Linked DNA regions of Mus musculus: regions 1, 2 and 3 are each linked to region 4. A link is a contact called in public promoter capture Hi-C data. All regions are on one chromosome and are shown on one strand. The core of a region is the stretch at or near the end of the contact, and the rest is flanking DNA. Distances in the headings are between cores, read along the strand shown. Region 1 holds the start of Ckap2 (cytoskeleton associated protein 2). Region 2 holds the start of Nek3 (NIMA (never in mitosis gene a)-related expressed kinase 3). Region 3 has its middle 23 kb from the start of Gm30633. Region 4 holds the start of Gins4 (GINS complex subunit 4 (Sld5 homolog)).

What was found. Promoter capture Hi-C pulls out the DNA fragments that hold promoters and counts their contacts.
Region 1: a promoter capture Hi-C map of pre-B cells shows a contact between it and region 4, with 3 times the contacts expected there. The contact joins the promoter of Ckap2 here to the promoter of Gins4 in region 4. A contact is called at or near these places in 6 of 39 promoter capture datasets (the 3T3-L1 cell line, the C10 cell line, the HPC-7 cell line and 3 more), 1 of 484 Hi-C or Micro-C datasets (B cells) and 2 of 9 other capture datasets (adipose tissue and liver).
Region 2: a promoter capture Hi-C map of pre-B cells shows a contact between it and region 4. The contact joins the promoter of Nek3 here to the promoter of Gins4 in region 4. A contact is called at or near these places in 1 of 39 promoter capture datasets (pre-B cells), 1 of 484 Hi-C or Micro-C datasets (CD4 T cells) and 2 of 9 other capture datasets (adipose tissue and liver).
Region 3: a promoter capture Hi-C map of embryonic stem cells shows a contact between it and region 4, with 3 times the contacts expected there. The contact joins the enhancer-like site here to the promoter of Gins4 in region 4. A contact is called at or near these places in 9 of 39 promoter capture datasets (the 3T3-L1 cell line, the SN4741 cell line, cranial neural crest and 4 more).

The regions. Positions count from the first base shown.
Region 1 is chr8:22,184,448-22,187,147 of GRCm38.p6, forward strand. It overlaps Ckap2 (cytoskeleton associated protein 2), which reads right to left and starts at 1,372. Exons shown (of 9, transcript NM_001004140.2): 1 at 1,237-1,372. The coding sequence starts at 1,345. It overlaps Gm29878 (a long non-coding RNA gene), which reads left to right and starts at 1,581. Exons shown (of 2, transcript XR_378798.3): 1 at 1,581-1,632; 2 at 2,638-2,700.
Region 2 is chr8:22,165,013-22,167,731 of GRCm38.p6, forward strand. Nek3 (NIMA (never in mitosis gene a)-related expressed kinase 3) reads right to left here and starts at 1,423. Exons shown (of 16, transcript NM_011848.4): 1 at 1,366-1,423.
Region 3 is chr8:24,357,882-24,360,767 of GRCm38.p6, forward strand. No RefSeq gene overlaps it. Among named protein-coding and RNA genes, the nearest start is that of Gm30633, 23 kb to the right of the region's middle. Within about 2 kb of position 1,465, at least 37 of the 459 cell types and tissues checked have an H3K27ac peak or open chromatin away from gene starts, as enhancers often do. A contact at or near this core is called in embryonic stem cells and stem cell-derived epiblast-like cells, where this site is marked.
Region 4 is chr8:23,236,325-23,239,024 of GRCm38.p6, forward strand. It overlaps Gins4 (GINS complex subunit 4 (Sld5 homolog)), which reads right to left and starts at 1,344. Exons shown (of 8, transcript NM_024240.6): 1 at 1,146-1,344; 2 at 656-775. The coding sequence starts at 751. It overlaps Gm39141 (a long non-coding RNA gene), which reads left to right and starts at 1,456. Exons shown (of 3, transcript XR_870246.2): 1 at 1,456-1,544.

The sequences.
Region 1 (2,700 bases), core at 122-2,621, 1.1 Mb before region 4:
ATGAGAGTAGTGTAAAATGCACAAGCCTACCCCAGGAAGCAGAGGCAGACATTCTTGAGTTCAAGGCCAGCCTGGTCTACAGATCAAGTTCCAGGCAGCTAGAGCTACAGAGAAACCCTGTCTCAAAACAACAACAAAAACCAAAGCGACAAGAAAGCACCAGTCTAAAGTGTTTAAAAAGCCAATGAAGTCTCGTATTCAGGGCTGGCTCTTCCTTGGGTGCTAGCCAGAGCGAACAACTTCTACTAAAGAGCTTTAAAGAGTAACCACTAAGGGTGTGGAGTGTCTCCTCCCTGGGAAAAGAGATTATTCCTATAACAACACAATAGGAGATTTCTCAATTTAGACAAATGATCCCATGAATCAGAAATTACATGCAAGGTGCTGTTTTAGGCTTACTATTACTGTGATGAAAACACTCTCACCAAAGGCAACTTGGGGAAGAATGGGTTCATTTACTAATATCTCCATAGTACAGTTAGCTCATCATCAAAAGCAGTTAGGGCAGGAACTTGGTGCCATGAAGAAGTGTAGCTACAAGGCTTGCTCTGCCTGGTTTGTTTGTTTTTGTTTTTAAATAGCACTCAAGACCACTAGCCCAGGGGTGGCACCGCCCACAATGGGCGGGGCCCTCCCTCTCCCATCAATCTCTAATTAAGAAGATGCCCTACAGGCTGGCCTACAGCCTGCCTGATCTTGTGGAAACATCTTCTCAGTTTAGGTTCCCTCCTCTCAGGACTCTAGCTTGTGCTCAATGATAGAATACTTGCCTAGCGTATACAAAGCTCTGAGGTTCATCCTCCCAAATAAATAAATAAATAAATAAATAGCATCAAATGTCCTAATCGAGTGAAAATTGCAGGGAACACATTTCAATATAGGGTTCCAGAAACAACTGTGTAGAGAGATCTGATACCAGTCGCCAAATTCTGACCAACTTACATAAGTTTTCCACATTCTTGCTGCAGACCATTCAACTCCATTTTTCCAAAACGTCCAGGACATCATGCAAACAGTCCCAGCCTCACCTCCACGTTCCAAGCACAGAGATAGGAGAACCCGGGAGCTAGCGAGCGCGCGCGCAGGCGCAGTCGGGGGTCCGGGCAGCCCCGCCCCCGCCCTCAGACCCCGAAGATAAACCGCTGGCCCCGGCAGGAGCCGAGCCACGCGCTACCCTCGGCAGCGGCCTGGGCTCTCAGAGAGAGTTAGCGGCCGAGGCCCCGTGCCATCGCTCACCTCGGAAGGCCGGCTGGTCTCGCCTGGTCGGGGGCAGCTGCAGGTCCCGGGTCACCGGCAAGGGATTCCTCGCAGCCCTGCCAAGGAAGCGTTTCCTGGACTCTGCCATCGCTTAATGAGCGCGCCTCGGCGCCGGCGTGGATTGAACGGACCAATGAGCGCGGAGGGGCGGGGCCCAGGCGAGGGGCGGGGCCGTCCCAGAATCCAGAGACTTGGCAGCCGGCGAGAAATTTCAAAATCGAACAAAGCTCTCCCAACTGGATGGATGACGCCGTTGGAGCGGGCTTGTTGAATCCTCAGGATATAGCAGGACCAGGCTTGACAAGTCAGGACATGTCTTCAGACACAGCCCAGAGGAAGCCAAAGGACCGCAGTGACTGCACCTGTCAAATGCTGGTGCGCTCCTTAGGGATAAGGCTCATTGCTTTCCCTGAGGACAAGTTCCCGAATGATCTTTGGAGCTGCTTAACAGAATTAGGTTGCGATTATACCTCGCAAGCGAGATGATGAGCTCAGATGTTAGGTGTCTCGTGTTTGCACAGCTTGCAAACAAAACCTTTTTTTTTTTTTTTCTTTTTTCGGTTTTTCAAGACAGGGTTTCTCTGTATAGCACTGGCTGCCCTGGGACTCACTCTGTAGACCAGGCTGGCCTCGAACTCAGAAATCCACCTGCCTCTGTCTCCCAAATGCTGGGATTAAAGGCGTGTGCCACCACTTGCCCGACTTTGCAAACAAAATCTTAAGTTGAGATCTACCTTTGTGCTGTTATTTTATTGAAAATCTTGCTACGTAGCACAGGCTGGCCTAGAACTCACTTGCAGTCTTCCTTGACCTCCTGAGTGCTAAGATTACAACTCTATGCCCAGCCCTTTCTGTGCATTTATATATGCATTTGTGAAATGCAAACAAGTGTAGGAGACAGAAGAAAAAGAAAACTGAGGATATAACCCTCTGCTCTTTCAAGGCAGGATATAATTCTGTGAAGTTAAACCTATTGTGTGTTATAAAAAGATAAAGGAAAGAAGGAATATGTTTTGGTGGATGTGTAGTCAGGTATGGGGTGCCCCCGCAGGCCCATGGGTATAGTATAGAATAGAGTTTACTCAGGGAATGGGGAAGGGAGTTAAAAGGGTATTAGAGACAGAGAAAGGCAGAGAGAGTTGAGGAATAGAGGCTGGCTGAGAGCACATGTAGACAAGGGGGAGTAGGGGTGAGAGGACAGAGCAGGAGCAAGAAGACAAGAGAGAGCAAAGGAGGGAAGAGGGCAGAGGTAGCAAGCAGCCCCTCTCATAGTGAGTCAGGCAAGCCTGGCTATTGCCAGGTAACTGTGGGGCGGAGCTTAGACAGAATGCTAACAAAACCAACTCCTGTTGAACAATTTGTCTATGTTTGTCTTTTTAGGCATGCTGCCTTAACCTTTGACGCCCATCATTTAAACATGTCACCAACATAAAACCCAGACAT
Region 2 (2,719 bases), core at 173-2,672, 1.1 Mb before region 4:
GAAGCAATTACACAAGAGACACAGTCTCAGGAAGACCCGAGGTAGCTGCTTGCCTAACATGTTAAAGACCCTGGACTACACGGGTGGGATAGAAGTTGTGGGAGACGCCTACACTTAGAACTCATACACTTTTTTCATCACAGGAAAAATACTGGCATGAATTACTTGATTTTTTTCCGTTCACAAAGCTAAATTGTTTTTATTTATTTATTTATTTAAACCACCCACAAGCTGTAAAATGTAGAGCACAAGATGTAGTACAAACATCGAAGATCAAACCCTGCTAGGACCTGCAAAGCTTCTAGTCCGTAGCTGGGGTTGGGTAGTCAACACCTGTAAGATTAGCACTTAAGAGGCAGAGGCAAGATGATCGCCATGGGTCTCAGGCCAGCCACTGTCTCAAAAACTAGCCAAACAAATAGACTGTGCCTTCCAGTTTGCTTTCCAGTCTATCACAGAGTTACCAGGAGACTATAGCAACAAATCCTCCATATAACCAAATCCAACGCCGTGTTTCCAGGAGTGAGGCATTTGAACACACCCAGACACAAGTAACAGACCTATGACACTCAGGAGGCAGAAGTTGGTGAATCACAGCCTGTAACCACTGCTAAGTCCAAAGTCAACTAATTCACACCATGGGTTTCAGGCCAGCCAGGGCTACAAATGGGGGCTGTCCCCCCACCGCTCCCCCCCCCCCCCAACCAATAAAAACCTAGAAGAAAACAACCAAGCCCTTCACACTGGTCTTCACAGGGGTCTTAAGTGGTCTCTGGTTTCAATTGCTTTTTTCCTGTTCCTGGTGCCTGAGGACTTTTACCTATGCTATCAAAATGACTGATGAGCAACCAGGCTTTCCTTGACTGAAAAATCAAGTTAGTATTTTTAATCTCCATGTGTTCGATAGCCAGTATTACACCCATAAACACAAGCCTTATTACACTAGGTGTGGCGAAAGCTGATGGGTTCCTTCCAGTGTTTATAAACAAATACGCCTTTAATAAAGATAAACCAATTGTTTAAAAGAGCCTAAAGTGATTTGCAAGTGCCCAGAAGCGGGGTCAGTTTAGACAGAGATCCCAGGACACACACCCTGGAGACCCACCAACCTTTCCCTACCAAAACACCCACCCTCCCGAAGCTGCTCCGCTTCAGCCGCACGAGCAGTCTCCGACGCGCATGCGCGCACCGAACTCAGCGACTGGGGCGCACAGCCTACGGGCTGAGTGATGCGCCCACATTTGGCCGTCGCCCCGCAGCGGGCGAGCGCCGACCGGCGGCTTAGGGGGCGGGGGGGGGGGGGGCAAGAGGCTCCACCCGCTCCTCTCTCCACCGCGGCCGACCCGTACAGCTCCCTTCACCCACCTCCCAGCGGCGTGCGTCGCTTCTCCGCTCCTTGCGAGGCCTGGGAAGTGGGCGGGGCGTGGGCGGGGCGTGCCCCTAGCTGTGGGCAGAGGAAACTGTTGAGGTCTGGCCCTAGGCGCTGTTCTCTGAGTAGCTGAGCCCCAAAGAGCTGTTTTAAAGCTGTTTTGCCACCTTGCGGTAGGATATTGCTAACGTTTTGAACCGGTGCCCCCAGTAATTTGAGTTATTGCTCCAGATTAGGCAGACAGACAACAAACATAAATTCCACAGGGACACTGCTAGCATTTACTGTATGACTTTGGAAAAAGTGAAAAACAAAATAATGCACCACCCCAAAATAATGCATCTCATTCTGAAATGTGTATTTCTTCCCGGAAATAGCAGAAAGTTATTAAGATTCTAGTTGTACCAGGACGTGGTAGGATGTCTGTAATCCCTGCATTCGGAAAGCTGAGGCAGGAGATCCAGAATTGGACGCCAACCTAGTTTACAGAGCAAGTTCCTGGTAGGCAAGTCAGGACTGTCTCAAGTGTTAACATTTAGGGGTGCAGAATAAAGGAACAAAAGGCAGGAATGAGACCAAAATCTGGCCTCAACTGACGAGACTGTTCACCCCACCCTCCCCTTCTCCCCTTCCCTACTGATCCCAGATGGAACTAATGTTTGTAGAAGAAATTCAAATCACAGGACAGCAGACCCAGACACCCCCAAGATGTTAGGCAGAGGGTCCAATGGCCAACCAGGCTACAGTCAAATGTACAGCAGGGAAGCAGGGAACTAGACCCTGAGGGGGCGGGAGGCAGGGTAGAAAGGGACACTGGAAACCTACAAGTCAATTGCTGGAATAGGTGGTTTATCAGGCAGTGTAAGTCATTAAGTAGCATTGAGAGAGGAGAGGAGAGGAATCTATCAGGGTTCCTCAGCTGCAGCACTGTCCACATTTGGGACTCTTGATTCTTTGCTGGGGCTGTTGTGTCTCGGGGCTCTCTCTGTCCACCAACTGATGCCGGTACTCACTATGCTGTCTCCCCATCTGTTTTATTTTTGGAGATAGTTTTCATTACGAAGGCTAGACCAGCCTGGAAAGCACAGGTCTGCCACCTCTGCTGGGATTACGTGTGTGAACCACTAGCTTGACAACCAAAAATGACTTGGTTTTGGAAATCCCTGGAGGGAAGGACAGACCCAGGTTCAATTCCCAGCTCCCTGTGGCAGCTTACAACTGTCAGTTTCTCCAAGGGGCCTCACACCTTCTTCTGGCTTCTGAGGGTACTGCACTCATGTGGTGCATAGATATACATGCACATAAAAATAAATAAATCTCAATGGGTGGGAATTAAACAAAAGAAAGAAG
Region 3 (2,886 bases), core at 215-2,714, 1.1 Mb after region 4:
TTGAAGGCCTGGGGCCACTTCCTTAAGAAGCCCTCACCCTTCCTACCCTTATGGGCCTTCATGCCAAAGCACTACTTTGTTCTCTCACCTACCCCCTCTCTACTTAAATAAAAATATCTCCAGGAGGCACCTCTAAGGGAAGGGCAGCCATGCAATTCCAGACACACAAGCTCTAGGTGAGCAAAGCTTTTACTGCCACTCAAAGTTAGCAGTGCCATCCTTGTTCTGTAATCCTCTGCACTGGCTAGCACTGCACATAGACTTCTGTGAGGTGTAACTACTTGGAACTGGACCTAGGGAAGAAAAGCAAGAGGCAAATACCCTACCCCTGATCCTTTTCTCCCTCCCCACAAAAACAAACCTTCCACATGCTTGAGTTCCTCACGAAGGAGCCTAGAATATGCGCTAACTCTTCCACCTCCAGGGTCATGGTACCTGAAAAAGCATCTCACTTCCTTCCAACCAGGCACTGTCTCTGGTGTATTGGTTTTCAAGTAGCCATACCTGTTATGAAATATAATGTAACAGATCTGGTTGGTGTAAGAGGGTTTATTTGGGGGAAGGGAGGAGGTGAAAACTGGAGAAGGGTTAGAGGCAGATGAGTAGATATGTGGACAGGCAGACAGACAGGAGCAGAGCCTTGAGAGCAGAGTCGGGGGGGGGGGGAACAGAGGACAACAGAAATGGGGAGAGGGAGACTGGCTGGGGACAACAGAGAGAGAGCTAGGGTAGCTAGCAGTCCACATCTGGCTCACTTGGCCTCAGCAGTGGCAGGTGATAAGGTAAGCAATTGCCAGGTCCCCAAGGGCAAGCCAGCAGAATCATGTGTATGCTAACAATACCCCAGAGCCAGTAACAGAAGGCCTGAAAATCGTTTTGTATATTAACTATCATGCAAACATTTGAGAAACTTAAGTGTCCTGGTAGATGCAGAGACATCTTCATTGTCGGGCTCTGTTGTTAATATAATCTGGCGTGTAACTCAGGAAATGTTTCTTAAGCATTTATTATCTGTGTAAGAGGCAAAAATAATTCACTTCTACTCTGAATTCTTAACCAGGACCTTCTGCAACAAAGGACCGATTGAAGTGGGGAAAAATAGAGAAAGAGAGAAGTTTGTCGACAGGATAGCTCACATGTACACAATACAGAAGAGTGGGGAGGGGGAGTATATAGACTAACATGTGAAGGAATCCATGAAAATCTGTGGGCCCTCCCCACCAAGGCTCACATTAACAGCACTCTGGTAGAAAGCCTGCATTGTACAGATCCAGACCAGTCCAGCCCAGCCCAGCCCAGCCCAGCCCAGCTCACCTCAGCCCAGCCCAGCTCACCTCAGCCCAGCCCAGCCCAGCCCAGCCCAGCCCAGCCCAGCCCAGCCCAGCCCAGCCCAGCCCAGCCCAGCCCAGCCCAGTGCAGTGCAGTGTCTGGTTGCTTCTTAACCTCTCCAGCCCAGTTCCTTTGTTTCTCTCACTATCCATATGCTTCAGGTCTAATTCTTGTTTCTGACAAGACCCTGGAAATCCCAGTGGGTGTCCTCCATACCCAATCCTTGCTTGTGACACTAGAAGATGAACAGAAAAAAAGAGAGATTTAAAAGAGGTGGCTTGAGAACCAAGTTTAGATATCTCCAGCTGAAGCCAAAGTGAAAGGAATTTAAGGTATTTAAAGTATTGCTCAAAGGGAGACAACAGGGGAAAGCTCAGAGATTAAGGGTCAGGTTGTTTCCTAGATTGAAACCCTGCACTAAATCCTTCTCCTCTTGTGATTCATAGTTTCTCTAATGCAGAAAAGACTCATTCCTTATATCCTTGAAAAAAGGAACTTCTGCTCTATCTTTTAACTTTCCCTGTCTTTGCTTTTATTAAAACAATCAGTTTTGAGCAGGGGTATGGCTGAATCATATATCGCTTAGCATGTCTAAGGATCTGAATTTAACTCCCAGCCTTCCAAAGCCATCTACCAAATATTCAAGTAGAGAAAGATAACTCAAAATAATTTCAATACACAGGAAAAATGGGTCGATAGGTAGAGCCTGAGTAGTTTCCGATGGGTGAGGGGCCCTGAAAATTCTACAGCCTACCAAGCCACCATGGCCAGTTCCTGTCTCAAGTTTGAAGAGTGAAATTCAAAGACAACAAGAGAACAAGCTTATACAAGAGATTGTTCTAGAACTGAAGAGAGAATATAGCTGTAGTGAGAGTTTGGGTTTCTTTAAAAACACAGTTATGTTACATGACTATGTTTTTGTTTGAATCCCAAGTGTGGGATAAGAAGCGGGGTCATAGAAGGTGATTATGATTTGCCTCATGCACTAGCGGGGGTGTGATATTTGCCAGGGGCAGAGAGTCTAATTCTGGGGATTCTGGAGAAGGTATAAGTGGGAGAGTCCTGAGAGGGGCTAGAGTGACTGCTGCTCCCTCTGCTGCTGTCCTATCTGCTGTCACCCAGCTGCTGCTGCTGGTTTGCTTTTGTATTTGTTATTGCTGGATTGCTGGTTTTCTGGATATTCTGGATATTCTGACTATAAACATTGTACTTTCCCCTAAGGAACCTAGTGTTTCTTATCAGCAGGAAGTAGCTTATAGAAGCCTATGCCCCCTTTCCCCTCTAACCTTCTTTCTCTCCTACCTAGTATTGGGAGGTTAGAAAGGATTGGCGCGGAGAAAGGGGAAGAGAGTTAAAGGTATAAGAACACAATAAAATGGCTTTAAAAATTGCACCAACACAGAGCTGCTATATAGCATGAGTGGTGCTTTAGAAATGGGATACCATTGAAACCAACAGACTAAATAGGAGATAAACACAGACACCCAGTGTATTAACAGACAAATGTGATCTATGTGTACATATGAAATTCAGAGGAAGGCTAGAATGCTAAAATAC
Region 4 (2,700 bases), core at 94-2,593:
AAACTTAAAACAAACAAACAAAAAGCAAAAACAAAACCTAAAAAACCCCAAGCATGTTCAGAATTCCTAAACTACCCGAGGTTCATGAGAAGATATTATTGAAGGAGGAGGAGGAGGAGGAGGAGGAGGAAAAGAAGGAGGAGGGGAAGAAGAAGAAGAAGAAGAAGAAGAAGGAGAAGGAGAAGGAGAAGGAGAAAGAAGGAGAAGGAGAAGAAGAAGAAGAAGACGACGACGACAACAACAACTATGCAAGAAATAATCACTGCTATTATGACCAAAAGGGATGGCAATTTCTTGTTAGAGCAGATATCTTCCAATGGGGGAGGAAACAGAGGAAGAGACTACTATAGAGAAATGGCATGCTTCTCTACAGATCACACACATCTTTACGTCCTCAAAATAGCACAGCAGAGCATTGCTTTGTGAAACATTCTACTACATGTGTCCAAAGCCTACTTTTACTAGCCATCCTTGAAGACTGACAAGATGAGACTCCTAAAGAAGGCCCTGCTTTCTGGCTTCCTATTTTTATGCAGATGTTACAAACACTGCTCTTTGGAAACAAATCTTCTGTTTCCTTATTTTCTGAGCCGTGGTACTGCACACCTGGAGTAAGTTAAGAGCTAAGAACACGGGACATATTTGGGGTGCTTACCTGCTCCAGCTTTTCAATGAGCTCTGCAGGAGTTAGGACCATCTCCTCACTACCCCCATCAGAGTCCTGTCCGTGGAGATCCAGAACCTCCGTCATCGTTTCTCAACCGGGAACCTACACCTGAAAAATAAACCAACACCCTGAAAAGCTTCTCCCACTTACTTGCAAGAAAAGGCATTTAGGGACAAGTTTATTGGGGCTGAAGGGGGTGCACTGGCCAGGGATGGCGAAATCAGAGACTGATTTTTCAGTGTTGGGTTTAGTCCCTTGGTCGGTTTCTCTCCTAATCTTTCCCGCTGCATGGGCCTGGACCTGGGCAGATACCACACTAAACCGCAATGCTCCTTGTCGTCGCCAGGAGCAGCGTTTTGCCTCAGTGGCCCAGGAGCCCATTCGGTTCAAATGAGAAAAGTGCATCGTGTCAAGTGCTCGGCACATCGCGTCCTCAGCTGCAACTGACCCGGGGTCGCTTGGACACTCCAGCGCTCACCTCGCAGTTGGCACTCAAAGCGGCTACACGGCTCAGGGATCCCTCTTCCCTTCTCTCCTAGCCGGCACGCTCGGGGGACACCACGGACTGAGGCTCCCCGAGCGGTGGGCGCCGGAGATCGCGCGGAAAGCCCGCGGCCCACAGACCCGACCAGCAGCGGTACAGCTCCCGCGCTCCTTTCCCCAAACACAGCGTCGACAGGAAAACGTCTCCGCGCTGCGGGAGCACTAACCAATCAGGCCCAGGGGAAAGCGGACACACGCCCCTTGGCCCCGCCTACCCCGGGGCGGGCTCTTGCCGAGCTATAGAACATACTTCCGGAAGGCGGGGAAGGAGGCCGGGAGTGAAGTGCCGGGTGGCACCGTCTCGGGACGGCCACGTGGGGGCGTTCGGCTCACAGTAAGGAAACCAGGCAGCGCCGTCTTGTGGCGAATCGGTACAGGGCCCAGTTCCTTCCTTCCTTTAACATTTACTGTGTGTGGGTTGGTTCCATTGCCAAACCTGTTCACAGATTCATATATGTGTGTTGAAACTACATTTAAGAGACTCACTCCATTGTCCTTCCTTTACATTTTTTTTTTGCGCAGAGTTGTTCTCTAATGTTATTTGAGTTGTTCTTTTTGGTGATGAAAGAATGCCTACTGACTTTCTAGGATTCTACCTTTTTAGTGAGTGTGAATGCAATATACGCATGTGGTACATGCTCAGGTCACGATCGCATAGCAAGTGCTGTTACCCACTGAGCCCCCTTAAGATTATTTTTATAGATATATTTCCTTATTTTCATGTATGTTAGTATGTGTGCTTGCACATGAGTGTGGTGCCAGCTGAGGACAGAAGAATGCACTGGATCCTGATGGAGCTCATAACATGTGGTTATGAGCTGTTCCACATGGGTACCGACAACCAAACTCCAGTCCTCTGGTTTAGAGCAAGTGCTCTAAACCAATGAGCTATCTATCTCTCCAGCCCCTAGCCCCTTATATTTTTTAAGTGCCAAACTTCCTAATTAGCTTCAGAGATGGAATCAGATTGCAAATTTTTATAGTTTTATATACCTATAAATTATGCATCCTGACATATTACTACTTGAAAGAGTAAGAAATAACAGAGGATTGAGCCGGGTGTGGTGGCACAGGCCTCTAAGCCCAGCACTTGGGAGGCAGAGGCAGGTGGATTTCTGAGTTTGAGGCCAGCCTGGTCTACAGAGTGAGTTCCAGGACAGCCAAGGCTACACAGAGAAACCCTATCTCGAAAAACAAAAACAAAACCACAACAACAACAAAAAGAAATAACAGGACTAATAGAAAGTTATGGAAATTTGAATTTGTGGTAGCCTAAAGATTCTTGGTATTATACCTATTTTTTAAATTAAAATGATTTGTATAGATGGGAGCGGGGGAATGTGGTGCAGTGGTACAGTACAATCTTAGCATTTAACCTGGGTCCAGTCCCCAGCAACTAAGTAAAACAAAATCTCTTTCTACAGTTTATCACTGACGTACAAAAAATTTTCATTATTTATTTTTATTTGATACAGGGCCTCATCATGTAA